Linked DNA regions of Sus scrofa: region 2 is linked to region 1. The links are chromatin contacts, called in public HiChIP or PLAC-seq maps. All regions are on one chromosome and are shown on one strand. The core of a region is the stretch at or near the end of the contact, and the rest is flanking DNA. Distances in the headings are between cores, read along the strand shown.

What was found. HiChIP or PLAC-seq counts read pairs in DNA pulled down with a chosen protein or histone mark.
Region 2: an H3K27ac HiChIP or PLAC-seq map of alveolar macrophages shows a contact between it and region 1. The contact joins two enhancer-like sites. A contact is called at or near these places in 2 of 47 Hi-C or Micro-C datasets (both in embryonic fibroblasts) and 2 of 2 datasets of contacts at active chromatin or transcription factors (alveolar macrophages and skeletal muscle).

The regions. Positions count from the first base shown.
Region 1 is chr2:90,984,952-90,989,155 of Sscrofa11.1, forward strand. All of the region lies in intron 2 of LOC110259417 (a long non-coding RNA gene), which reads left to right. Among named protein-coding and RNA genes, the nearest start is that of ATP6AP1L, 310 kb to the left of the region's middle. Within about 2 kb of position 2,475, at least 8 of the 83 cell types and tissues checked have an H3K27ac peak or open chromatin away from gene starts, as enhancers often do. A contact at or near this core is called in alveolar macrophages, where this site is marked.
Region 2 is chr2:91,181,276-91,185,479 of Sscrofa11.1, forward strand. No RefSeq gene overlaps it. Among named protein-coding and RNA genes, the nearest start is that of TMEM167A, 170 kb to the right of the region's middle. Within about 2 kb of position 1,771, at least 10 of the 83 cell types and tissues checked have an H3K27ac peak or open chromatin away from gene starts, as enhancers often do. A contact at or near this core is called in alveolar macrophages, where this site is marked.

The DNA of each region.
Region 1 (4,204 bases), core at 1,225-3,724:
CCCTCTCATTTGCCTGAATATTCCTGCCTCACTTCTGTCTCCCATTTCCCTCCATTAAAATTATACCCAGTCTTGAAGGCTTCAAATGCCTCCTTTTCCACTAGCCTTAAGTCAAATGTCACATCTTTTTCTTTTCACCTACCATGCTTATTTATAAAATTATATCTCTTTGGTACTTTTTTTTTTTTTTTTTTTTTTTTGCAGGAGGGGGGCCTCTTTATAAGCTGACTTAAATGGCATGAAGACTAAGAGGCTTGGCCAAAGTTAGGGTTCAAATTAGTCAAATACTTGTTCATATTGGCAGAAACAGATATTTACTGCTGCCAACCATAGGCACTCAGATGATTAGTTTTATTAAAGAGACTCACAGACATTAAAGAGAATGTGAAGCTTGTTCTTAAGAGGAATAAACTTGCAGTTCTCAAGATGAAAAGCCCAAATGCTATTTTGAGTAAAAAGTAAGGACAAAAACAGTCTGAACCAAGATGGTCTAGAAATCGTATTAAACGCCATGCATCCGCAAAGACTTTTTTTTTTTCTTTTGGAAAAGAATAGAGTAAGAGAAAAGCAGCTTTCTATTTATTGCCTTTGTTGTCTTAAAAAAGCAGATTCTGCCAAAACTATAGCAGTCGTGCAGATCTTGGCATCTGTGATCTCTAACAGGTTTCAGATTTCTGAAAATGACTCAAATCACATGTCAGCAAACTAAAGGGATGAGGGGAAATGCTGATAGGGAGCAAGTGGGTTTTATGCGCTCTTGAAATTCTAAGGGAAAAAATATGCAAAATGCTAATCAGAGAGCCTTCATCTTCTCTTTATGACAATGATTAAGCTCATAATGTCTTTCAGAGACTTGGGCAAAGAAAACAAGCTGGGAAATCAGTACAGCAAATGGCAAACATGCCGTGGGTGTGGATCAGACTGAGAACCAGCATCAGCAAGAACATGGTATTTGGGCAACACTGTCCCTGGATTGGTAAACTTAGATCTGTTATATTTTTAGTCTGAAACACATTGAAAAACAGATGTGGATGTGAAGGCACAGATGGGATTAGAACAGGCAGTTTGGTGATGAAAGTTCAGATACCTCCAGTTTCATCTAGGTCCAGCTCACCCATCACAGAGGAGGAAAAGAAGACTCCAGAGTAGAGAAGTTACTCAAGTGAACAGGCTAGCTAGTGACAGAACACAATAAGAATCCAGGTCTCTTGTTTCTTAGTGCTCTGTTTTTCACATTGCCTCTCCTCTTTAATTCTTCTTCATTCATCTTAAAATGTAATGGTATAGCCTAAGAGCCTTTGATTGTCTCATTGTCAAGACGAATAAGTAGAAAATAAATCAAAGTTGTATTTTCACTTCTACTGTGAAGGAACTCAACTTGATGGTTTAAGGAAACCAATAAGATATTAGGCAGTGTGTGATGGTGCAATTGGGGTCTGTGCTGTTGGTTCATCATTAGCCCAAGTGAACTGCCAGCTATGACAACAGAAATGTAAATGAGAAATTCTATGTCTTGTGGATTTTAGAATGTTTATGTGTGTGTGTGTATAATTTACATATAAAGGGTATTTGCTTTATGTCTTTTATTTGTGGACATCAGGACCTGCTATTTCCTGGAATTGGTAGTAACTAGGGAGTACCTGGAAACAAAATATTGCTACCTATGCAAATATCTTTGGAACATGGAGTAAGAGTGTGGACAGAGCAAGGAAGTACAGATTGTGATTAACTAAGTAATTTGAATTTTCCAGGTAAATATGTATGATGGGACCTTGACTTTTTAAAGATAATATTATATTTATTTGTTCTAAATAATGTAGAAATTGATGTATCACAGGAAAGCTTTCAGACCTATACAAGTATAGAAGTTGCAAGAAATAGACTTACTTTTAAAAAAGCAATGGAGTATTAATGTGGTTGAGTATAAGCTACAGATTTTTCAAAAACTTTCCTCCAGGGCATTTGAGTTCCCAACTCTAAAGCAGAAATCACAGGAAGATATAAAACAGAGAACACAAAGATGTTTCCTTGCTGCTAACATGGCCCACAGAGTCCAGCATGGAATCCATACTGCAGCAAACTCACGTTCAGAGAACTGCTAAGGACTAAGAGTGCTTTATTCTATAGACAGCCCAGACTGTCCCAGAGAGATTAGCTCACACTAATAACAGTGCTTAGACCAAATATCTCCACCTCAGAAGCCAATTCTAAAGCCTTCATTTCAGAACTCAGAAATGTGTCTTTTTATTTATTTGCACCCCTGTTCTGAAATGGTAGCAAATGGCAAAAACTCTGGTCAAGGACATCTGTGTAATGCTGACTTGAAGCAGGCTCAGGTCCAGGAGGGTGTGGTTCATATGCATTTCTTTTGAAAACTAGGTTAGAAAGGTGACCTAATGCTAGAAAAGTCTGTAGCTCCTGAAGAGGAGGGAGCTGTGACAATCTGGTGCCTGCGAAAATGGCAACTTGCCATCCGGACAGGATTGCTCCATCAGCTTCCAGGACACGTTCCTCTAGTTTATTTTAGGAACCAGTAAACTACACTAGAGGGCAGACTAACCCAGACCTTTTTTTCCCCTTCCCATTTAGTCTATTGTGTTTGACAAGAACCATTATAGAAATGTAGTCCTGCAAGCAGATCAAATTGAGGCTATGTTTCATTATCAATGATGGAGATCATGCCTCTGCTGATATTTCCTTATTTAAATTTTCCCTATGGGCATTTAATGTCTTAAATGCTTAATCTAGATAAGATTTAAGGACAATAATAACAACCAAAGCCTGTGAAGACAATGAATAGCATACAATTATTACAGCCCATGTTAATGGAAAACAAGCACCACTGTGAGAAGGGGGCAATGACCAGGTACACAGACACTTTCTCCAAAGAAACAGAAAACACATGAGCCATCATCACAGTGAGATAAACTGGATTCAGAATGCTAATTTATGCCTAATACAGTGCTTTGTGATTTCTCATTTTTTAAACTACGCAATCTCATTTGCTTTTCTTTGGTGTGACTGCGAAGAAGTTGAGGGAGGAAGAGGACAGCTGAGTGGAGATAGATGGTCCCAGACATAAGCTCAGATGGTCCCAGACATAGTCTCAGGCCCTTCAGCCCTTTTCTTAATTTTTAGATATAGTGGAGAAGGGTGAAGATTTTCAGACTGATCTCTGGGCATAGATTTTATGATGAAACTGTTTTACTGATACACCTGTTCCTTAGAAATTCTTTTGATTTATTCAACTAACAGGTTTAAGAAATATTTTACTTAGCTAGTGGTTGTCTAGTGAAACAGTATCAATGAGAGATAAATACATATGACACATGTAAATATACATATATGTGATATATAGTAGAATAACCAATAGGAGATCTACCTATCATCTTATCTGCCTAATTTATTAAAAGGACAACTGACTCATGGGATTACAAAGGCTGAGAAATCTCAATATCTGCAGATTGTTCCAGTCATGCATCCAGAACCACCCTCAACAAACATTCCCAGAATAATGTGTAACCAAATATCTGAGTACTCCATACCCAATCAAGTTAACACATAAAATTAACAATCACAGTTAGTCTCTTGTGTTGCATTTATGTCATACTTTAGAGATTATAAAGTGCTTTCCTAAACATCTCTTTTGGTCCTGTGAGCTAGGCAGGGCATATTGTTAGTAACATTTTCACAGGTGATGACTATGACCAAAAGTAATTATTAAGACATTGAATGATCTTCATACCTTTTTCAGATTATGAAAATGAAGCAAAGAGAGATTTTGTAACTTGGCAAACATATAGTTTGTAATAGATCTTTCAACTCTTACTCCTAGGCCCTTCTGACTACATTTCACATCTATTTCTAAGCCTAAACAGCTACAACAATAAGCAGATCTCCAAAAGGTGCACATGCTGACATACCAAATAAAAATTTCCTTAGCCAAGCTTGTCCTATGTTATAATGTACATAGTATACCTATAATAGGCTTGCCATTTTGTAATACATGTAACTTGAACTCAGTGGTAGTAGAGGTTAAAGCAGGCAAGAAATAAATGGAATAAATATGTCAGCATAATTAATAATCAGAGAGCTACAGGAACTGCCCTGGACCAATATTTCTTCCCACTAAAGACTCAGATTTGTCAGATTTCCTTTTGTTTGATACTTTTCCCAGACAGCGTTTTTTTCCCCTCTAAATACT
Region 2 (4,204 bases), core at 521-3,020, 200 kb after region 1:
TAGGAGTAACTCACTTCTGGTCTTTTTATTTTTTTAAAGTTTTTTGATTTTCCTTTCATTGTCCCCTTTAGCAGGGAAATTGACTTTGTTTTCTCAGGCCTGTTAACAGAGGACCCACTGGTTGGAGGTGCTAGACTGATTGCAGAGGAAACCAGCAACAGCACAGACAAGGGCATAAGGAAACAAACCTCTGGAGCATCTGGGACTTGAGCCTGGCAATCTATGTAAAAGTATTTTGCAAGTAGTAGGGCAGTGGTTTTCAAACTATATGTATTCAAGAATTACCAGGGGTGCTTTTTAAAAATGCTGCTTTCCCAGCCTCACCCTAAAAGCTTCTGACTCAGAGGCTCCCAGGAATCTACCTTTTTAACCAGCTCCTACGTGAGCCTGATGCAGGTGGTCCAAGTGCACACCTTGAGAAACACTCTGGTGCTTGCGGGGCTTGGGGATGAACGCTAGCTGATCCCAGAAGGAGGCTTGGGTTTGCCTGCAAGTTAATTCAAACCACCTGCATGGAGCCTATTCATGCTGTTCTGGTCCCTGTAATTCACTAGCTTTAGGCCAAGGAGCTTGATTGAGAGGGCAGGGATGGGGAGGCTGGAAAGAAGAAAGAAGCAGGGCAATTACAACCACTTCCAGGGAGGTGATTGTTTCTCTGTGGACAGAGAAGGAGCTGTCACTGGGGACCCTTCTTCCTTCAGTGTCCCCCTAATTGGCTGTTGTGACTATCATTCTGCCCCAAGGGAGTGTAATAGAATCAAGAAGAGAGAAGAAAAGGATGCCAAATAACTTGGAGCAGGAACAAAAGAGGAGCAGGGCTCATTTCTACCAGCACGGAGAGCAGCTCTGATTGGTCCCTTTCCCCAAGGTCCTTTCACACCATCTCTGCAACCTTTCCCCTCCTTTTTCTTGTCTCCCTCCCAGGGACCAATAAACCCAGGTTGTCTGAACAAGCAGAGCTTTATAATTATCCAGGGAAAATTCCGATGGCCCAGAATTATGCCATAATGTCATGTTGTACTGTTACAATAGCAAAGCAGGGATGTTTTAACCTTCTCACTGATTCACGTTCTCTTGGAGACGAACACCAGGCAGATGCTCTCTTAGTGTGAGTATCTTTCCAAGAGATCATTTGAGTTATTTCGATTTTACCATCTGAGCATAATCGACATGCATTAATGATGTAGGCAACTTCCCTTTCCCTGAACTGAGTAATTTAAAGCTATTTCAGCAATACGGTACAGGATAGTGATTTAAGATTGCCTGGCCTCATTCCTAGCCCTGAAAATCACCAGCTGTGTGACCTCGAAGGTTACTTTACATCTCTGAGTTGCAGGTACTAATCTGCAAAATGGAGATAATAATAGGACCTTGCTCCCAACACACACACACACACACACACACACACACACACACACACACACACACACACACGGGTCTTCAGTGGATTGTTGTGACCACCAGATGAGACAATACTTGTAAGATATTTTTCCCCTTTCGCAATAAACCCACACTGTTTGCCTCCATTGTTCAACTTCTTTTTTTTCCCCAGAATTATTCCTCTTTGCTATTTTAAACCTAATCTCTGGGTGAAAATCAGTAGAAAATCACAAGGAAAAGAGAAACAATGAAAAAGGTGTTTCCACTCTAGTCGCATTGAATTTCAAACACTCCTAACACGCTGTGAGCAGAACAACAGATGACTTCCATCCAAAGGGAAGTACACAGAACTTGAGACGCAGACAGAGGAGAACAGGATAAATCACTCAGTTGCTTACCACACACATTGTGAGATATTAAATGTGGATTAGAAGTTTCTTACCAATACTCTGGCCTCTGTTTCTTGACTGGTTTTATATTTCCAGACTGCAAACAAACGATTATACGTGTGAAAAAAATATGTAACAGACTAGAGGACAAATTCAAATGAGCCAGGAGACCAGGGGCTCTGGAGTTCTGGTTTGTCTGCTTGCAGCTCTCTGCAAGGGCAGTCCTCTGAGTGCAGTGTTGCTGACAGCTCATCTCCCTCACAGGCAGCTTCCTCCTGGTGGTTTCTCTGAGAGTAAATGGCCCCCAGTCATGCAGAGGGTGAGGATGTGTGTGTGGGGGGGTTGCCAAGCAACACATTTCCCACAGAACTATTCAAGAAGAGAGAGTCTTGGTTTTAAAAACAAAAGAAAACCAAAAAGCCCTACTGGGCGGACCTAATAATACAGCCACCTCCCCCCCACACCTCCTATAAGTAAATTAATCCTCAAGCTGGTTTATGTTTACTAGATAGCACAACTTCCCAGAAATGGAGTTAGAAAGCATGCCAGAATTGGACTTCCCATCGTGGCGTGGCGCAGTGGTTAACGAATCCAACTAGGAACCTCGAGGTTGCAGGTTCGATCCCTGGCCTCGCTCAGTGGGTTAAGGATCCAGCGTTGCCATGAGCTATGGTGTGGGTCGCAGAGGCGGCTCGGATCCCGAGTTGTTGTGGCTCTGGCACAGGCCAGCAATTACACGTCTGATTAGACCCCTAGTCTGGGAACCTCCATATGCTGCGGGTACGTCCCTCAAAAGACAAAAAATAAATAAATAATAATAAATAAAAAGTTCTTTTAAAAAAAAGAAAGAAAGCATGCCGGAATTTTATAAAATAACTTCAAGCAATGTCCTAAATTTCCACTAATAAATTTTGAAGGGGAACTTCTTCTAGTGAATTATACTGTGGGCCTCCTCTCTCAGTTGGGCGCCTGAATGAAAAGCAACTATCAGTTGAATAATAGTTTTAACAACTAAATTGCCCAGTTTTGAGTTTGGGACTTAAAACTGCTCTTTTATTTTTTGTGGTATCTAAGTCATACACGCTTATGGCAAATGATTATATTTGAAGGAGTGAATGCACAGATGGTAACAATGAGCAGTTGACTGGATCATGAGCTTATTTGAAGAATTCTGAATAGCTCTGTATGTGCTTGCATGTTCCCAACATATTCCCTTAGGAGGACACAACAAAACATTTTCATATTCTAATTCTCACTCCGATTAGCATTTATTAAGCGCTGATGCATGCAAAGCACTGTGCTAGACTCTAGAGTTGAAGCAGGAAAGGAAAAAGATACACCATGTAGTGACACAAGGTCCAACCACTCAAGGAATTGCACATTTCAGTGGGAGAGATAGACTCTTACACTGCTAATACAAGAGGTGATGGAATGAGGAAGCTCTTAATTATGTCAAAATTATTGAAATTACTAGCTTCAAATGACTAAGTTACAGCATCGCTGTTCTAACCTTTCCTGAGATAGGGTAGGAGGTCAGTACAGAGAGAATGAAAGAGAATTAGAACTCCCAAGTAGAAATGAGCTTGGATCTGACAGCATGTGGGATCTTCTGACCTTTTTCACATCATGGCATATTATGTAAAGAAAACCAAAATTTCACTTTTATGAGGCATCAAGGCAAAAGGACTTGTGCTGGAGGAGAATGAGGCACCTGTGATCCAGGTCTTGTCCAGCTTCTTCCAAGTCACACCTGGAGCCAGACATACCCATGCAAAGCTCTGTACATCCCAGACAGACATGCTGCTTACATGGTTTTGCCCCCTGGGGAGCCAGAAACATTTAACATAACATGAAAGAATGTTGTCCCTGCAGAGCCACAGTCTGTGTGATGCAGCATGTTCAGCAGGGCAAGCTGCTGGGACGGAACCCCAGGCAAAAACTCACGAGTTCACATGACCCTGGGCAGGTTAGCTCCTGCCTCTAAATTTAGGGAAATGTGTAAATTTAGGAAAATAATATGTAGTAGCCTGTTGAGCCATGTTGGGGCCTGAAACAAAGGAAGAATATACCTTCTTCTCTATATGTATCAAAATACTGTCTCCTATTTTGAATCAAGTAGAAAAACTCCAGTGAAAAACCGTGCCTTTATATAAAGCTCTGCGTTGCCCAATCTGCGCTTACACCATTACCAACCCTAATCAACTGCTAGTGGGAGACGTGCTGTTGGGTAATAGTACAGGGTTGTAAAACACACAGCTCATTTTTATTTCAAATTATGTTTTATTCTTCATGGAGTTTGGGTAATCATTTCATATATATATATATATATATATATATATATTTTTTTTTTTTTTTTTGGCCATACCCTCAGCATGCAGAAGTTCCCAGGCCTGGGACCAAACCCACACCACAGCAGTGACTCTAGCCTCTGCAAT